Linked DNA regions of Mus musculus: region 1 is linked to region 2. A link is a contact called in public HiChIP or PLAC-seq data. All regions are on one chromosome and are shown on one strand. The core of a region is the stretch at or near the end of the contact, and the rest is flanking DNA. Distances in the headings are between cores, read along the strand shown. Region 1 overlaps Camk1d (calcium/calmodulin-dependent protein kinase ID). Region 2 overlaps Gm29857 (a long non-coding RNA gene).

Region 1 (2,700 bases), core at 109-2,608, 88 kb before region 2:
AGCTCTCGGGGCGAAGCCGAGCTGGGTCAAGCTTGAGAAAAACAGCTTTATTGCTGGGAGGTGGAAGCCAAACACTCTCCAGCCCAGCACGCCCACCTTATAGACGGCATAAGTGGGCCTCACTCCGTTCCTCCTCCTGCCCAAGATCCAGATGGCAGGGATTTTATAATATGACCTTCGGGGCTGCACAACAGTGGGAGGAACATCCCTGGATAGCAGAAAGCAGCGTGGGCATCTATCTCAGCTAGTGGAGGTGAGAGCAACTTCATGGCACACACAGTGGTGTATTTGTGTATCTCATGTGTTTGTGAGTAGGTCCAGAGTGCTCTGTCGTGAGTACATGGAGCACACAACCCAGGCAGTTCTTAGCTGACAACAGAACCAAGTCTGGTCAGTTCTACAGCAGCCTGTCCTCTCTTCATCTGAAAGCCAGAGTCCCGGGCCTTTTAGTCGTCCCAGATACTGGTGCGAACCCAGAGGACAGATGGCAACTCTCAGAGAAGGCAAAGACAAAGCCATCTTAGGGTCTTCATAGGAGAAAGCTGGAGTTTCTCAAGCAGAGTGGCTGATACATTCATTGTTCTTCTCCTGAAACCTTCTGTCTGCTCAGAGAGACACAGGCTATTAGGAATACTCAGAAATTCCAAGTCTTCCAGGGTGTTACACACTTGTAGAAAATTCCAAATACATGTGTATATGTGTGCATACATATATGTATGTGTGTGTATACTCACACACAGAAGAACAACAACATATACCAGAGAAGCTTCAAGAAAAGCAAGGTTACTTAAGTTTGTAAACCTTTGTCATCTCAAGACTAATGCAGAAACCCCACTGGCAACAATGTCCTACCAGACTTAGGAGGAAAAAAGGTAATTCATAAAATAATGGTAAACACTGTTGAAAGTGGGCCATCCATTGAGGCACGGTCTGAAAAGGACCCTTATGTCACACTTCCCTGACCTCAATTGCCGGAATGCCATCTTTTCAAAAATTCCATCAACGTGATTTTCAACTAAGCCTGAAAAAAGTCATCCGTTCAATTCTTCACTGCTGAGTGAGAAGCTATATGGAGTTCAGCGTGATCGAAATCACAACGAAAGGAAGACAGACCTCGAGCTGTGTCATGGTAAAGCAGCCCTGGTGGTCACTGCTCACACGGCAAGAAACTCATAACACAGCAAATACCTACACTATAATTCCTCAGAAACAGAAGAACAGCTTGTCCACTCTTGGGATTTCCTGCAACCAAGGAATAATAGAGACTCTATTTTTGCTTTGTGGTGTGTCTGTGTTTTCTCTGTTGATTAAAACTGAATCACTTTCTGGCTGCATTGAGAGTCCACCAAGGCCCACTGGGGAGTCAGCTATTGGTTCAGTGCTCTGTGCACTAGGAAAACCTTGGGTCTGACTCATTCCTAATGTGCACCCTGCCTGCTGTCAATAAAACCTGTGGAAAAGTCAGGAAACAGGACTTGGCTCTGGGTGTCTGGTATATTTTCCCATTTTTCATAGTAACTTGGAAAACATTGCTACCCAACACTGGAAAATGTTACAGCCTGTTAGCAACAGGTACAGGAATAACCCTGTTGGCAACAGGTACAGGGATAACCCTGTTGGCAACAGGTACAGGGATAACCCTGTTAGCAACAGGTACAGGGATAACCCTGTTAGCAACAGGTACAGGGATAACCCTGTTAGCAACAGGTACAGGGATAGATAACCCATTTCTGTTCTTGAACCTGCCAAGTGGCCCTAGGCTAGAAACATCATTTTATTGGATTTGGTTTTCTCCAGATTGTCTTTTATTTATTAAAAAATAATAATAATTAATAAGAAAGGAGGTAGAGTCAGGTATTCATGAGATTATGCCCGTCAAGTATTAAGGAAACTAGATTCAAGGGCCAGAGTCTTGGTCAAAGAAGTATTACTATGCAAACATGATGAGCTGGGTTTAACATAATAACTCACATAAAAATCTGGGTGTGGTGATGTGCACTTAGACTGCAAACACTGACAAGGCAGAAACATGTGAGTCCCAGGCACTTCAGCCAGCCATTAACATCAGACGTCCCTATGTGTGTGCACACGTACGTCTGAACTGCAAGTGGGGGGTGGATTAAAACTATCAAAGTTCAGTTTACAGCTCTTCTCAGAGTTTTACAAAATGGCAATGCTGCAAACCGATGACCTCTTGCTATCTTTCTTTTTTTTTCTTATTAGGTATTTTCTTCATTTACATTTCAAGTCCCCCATACCCTCCCCCCCCCCCTACCCCCTACCCACCCACTCCCACTTCTTGGCCCTGGCGTTCCCCTGTACTGAGGCATATAAAGTTTGCATGACCAATGGGCCTCTCTTTCCAGTGATGGCCGACTAGGCCATCTTCTGATACATATGCAGCTAGAGTCAAGAGCTCCGGGGTACTGGTTAGTTCATATTGTTGTTCCACCTATAGGGTTGCAGACCCCTTCAGCTCCTTGGGTACTTTCTCTAGCTCCTCCATTGGGAGCCCTGTGATCCATCCAATAGCTGACTGTGAGCATCCACTTCTGTGTTTGCTAGGCCCTGGCATAGTCTCAAAGTTAGGTCAAAGGGAGACCTTGAGGCTCAGTTAATCAAGAAAAACAAGCACAGGGAAGCAGTCAGCTGTTGTTCCATACAAGCAATCTTCAAGCACACCACACATTCAGGTGTAGC
Region 2 (2,700 bases), core at 200-2,699:
GAGCCTCTTCCCCAAGGCTCTGTGGCCTTGGACAAGTCAAAGAATTCCCTCCAAGCTGATGTCCTTATCCAGAAAATGAACGTGTTAGCGTTCTCTCCGCAGATGGGGTGTTTTAAGGCCATCAGGCAAGGATCAACTGCCAAGCATCTGACATGGAGAAGCCAATCTGCCGCCTATCATAATTCCATGGCTTTCTCGTCTGAAACACTGAGTCTTTGGGGGCATCGCGACACTATAAAAAAGCATGCTTGGCTTCTTTAAATGTTCTGATTACAACTCCTCTAAAACGCTGCAGAGACACACACCGGAAGCTGGCACCCCAGCTTTGGTGACTGTGGGTAACCCAAGTTTACTAAATCAACCCCTGGTTTAAAACAGACATGCATACACACACACACACATACACACATATACACACACCACTTATGCTTATGTTAATGACAGAACTTTTGCTAAACTACTTCAGATTAGAAGAAATATTTAGTGTAAGGACTCTATTACAAGGCCACATTAAATGAAAAACTAAAGCCAGAACCAGTTTAACACTGATCAACTTTACAAAATAATGCAAGTGAATAGGACCCTCTGCCCATTTTTTTGCAGTATGTTTTTGTTTATAAGCAATATGTATTTTGATTGAGTCCTTGGTTATCTTTACAAAGTAACCATTTCCCTCAGCTCAAGCATACTGTGCAGATTCTCCTTATCAGGCATTTCCTGGGAAAGAGAAAATTGGGGGAGGGACACACACACAAATTTTCCATAATCCTAAACTTACCTTCTAGCTTGGGACACAGTCAATGAACACATCTGTTACTGTACCACTTTACCAGAACAAAAAAACAAAGGCTTTAACTTTCAAATTACACAACCACAAAGATCAGTTGGTAGGGTTTAATGTGTGTGACAAATCAAGAGGAAGACAATTTGGCCAACCCAGGCCAGTTGAAAATAAGAGCTGGGATTTGAACCTAAGTTACATTGTAGGTCTAATTTGGCAACAACAAGATGAGTGATTAAGATCAAAGACAGCCTGCCAAGCTGGATGAAATATTTGTTTAGTTTTCTTAAAAGCATCAAAGCCATAATGAGATAGTGAAGAAACACCAGCCAAAGTCAAGAAGACAAAGCAGAAGCAAGTTATTCCTGCTTGAGGACCTTCCAGCCTAAGGCATCAGTCAAGCCCAAAGAAAAGCAAGTTGGAGACGAGCTCTTCATTTGATAAGGGAATAAAAACTCCAACGCCAGGAACAAAGACCAGGGTCAAACCACTGCAAACTTTAAGTCAGGTCCTCTGAGTTCAGAGACATTTATTTTACATTCATTTTTAAAGACACTCCCCACCCAGACCTGGCAATGAATCAGCTCCTGGACTACCACAGGAATTCAGCTGTTAATTCATGAGTGAATGATTCAGAAGACAAAGAGAGGCAACTCTATGAAGTATCTGTCAGGAACATTGACTACCAGGAAGGTCTCCCAGACAAGGGATCGGCAGTTGAGGAATTACCTCTTGACCTACAAGTACAAAGCAGAGCACAAACTAGAAATAGTCTGTGGTGGTTTGTACATGCTTGGCCCAGGGAGTGGCTCTAGTCTGTGGTGGTTTGTATATGCTTGGCCCAGGGAGTGGCTCTAGTTTGTGGTGGTTTGTACATGCTTGGCTCAGGGAGTGGCTCTAGTTTGTGGTGGTTTGTATATGCTTGGCCCAGGGAGTGGCTCTAGTTTGTGGTGGTTTGTACATGCTTGGCCCAGGGAGTGGCTCTAGTCTGTGGTGGTTTGTATATGCTTGGCCCGGGGAGTGGCTCTAGTCTGTGGTGGTTTGTATATGCTTGGCCCGGGGAGTGGCTCTAGTCTGTGGTGGTTTGTATATGCTTGGCCCAGGGAGTGAGTCTGTTAGGAGGCGTGGCCTTGTTGGAGTAGGTGTAACCTTGTTGGAGGAAGTGTGTCACTGTGGGCATAGGCTTTGAGACCCTCAAATGAAGATGTAGAGCTCTCTGCTCCTCCTGGACCATGCCTGCCTGGATGCTGCTGTGCTCCCACGGTAATAGACTGGCCATGTTTAGTCTACTACTTTCTCTCCCTGCTCTGGATTGTACCCTCCCCAGTATCTACAATAAAAACTTTGTCAACCATACCTCAGAGTGGTCATGTCCTCACTTGATACTTTAGTTCTGAAACCCCCACTTTTATACAGGACTAAGAGTTCAAAAAATGAGTTAGCCAGATATTCTCATTCAAACCAGCACAAGAGGCTGACTCCTAGTAAACAGAAAAACTCATAATTTCTTTAATTCCCCCCCATGATACATTATTTGTGGCAGTATCTAAAACTACAAAAAAAAATATTGTCAAAGGGATCTGGGGCTTAACTCATTGGCAGAATATTTGCTTGGCATATTCAAGGCCATAGGTTCAATCCTTAACACTTCCCCCCAAATTAATTTAGGATGCAAATAGACTTACATGAAACATACGATTTTATACAAAACTAATGTAAGACTCTGATGAGCCTTAACTAGCAGGGACCCCCCCCCCCCCCCAAGTGAACAACAGAGAGCCAGGGATCAATGCAAAGGCAAAAGGAATTTATTGTTCCAGTGCACTGGGGTTGCCCTGTACCTGAAAGAGGCGACCACCCTGGGTGGCCCATTTGGAGAGGGTTTTTATACAGTTTCCAGGGGCGGCAGAGAACATCAG

What was found. HiChIP or PLAC-seq counts read pairs in DNA pulled down with a chosen protein or histone mark.
Region 1: an HNF4G HiChIP or PLAC-seq map of pancreatic cancer cells shows a contact between it and region 2. The contact joins two enhancer-like sites. A contact is called at or near these places in 2 of 484 Hi-C or Micro-C datasets (the C2C12 cell line and uterus) and 3 of 115 datasets of contacts at active chromatin or transcription factors (double positive thymocytes, embryonic stem cells and pancreatic cancer cells).

The regions. Positions count from the first base shown.
Region 1 is chr2:5,644,478-5,647,177 of GRCm38.p6, forward strand. All of the region lies in intron 1 of Camk1d (calcium/calmodulin-dependent protein kinase ID), which reads right to left. Among named protein-coding and RNA genes, the nearest start is that of Camk1d, 69 kb to the right of the region's middle. Within about 2 kb of position 1,359, at least 33 of the 459 cell types and tissues checked have an H3K27ac peak or open chromatin away from gene starts, as enhancers often do. A contact at or near this core is called in the C2C12 cell line and pancreatic cancer cells, where this site is marked.
Region 2 is chr2:5,732,467-5,735,166 of GRCm38.p6, forward strand. All of the region lies in intron 1 of Gm29857 (a long non-coding RNA gene), which reads left to right. Among named protein-coding and RNA genes, the nearest start is that of Gm29857, 5.8 kb to the left of the region's middle. Within about 2 kb of position 1,450, at least 23 of the 459 cell types and tissues checked have an H3K27ac peak or open chromatin away from gene starts, as enhancers often do. A contact at or near this core is called in the C2C12 cell line and pancreatic cancer cells, where this site is marked.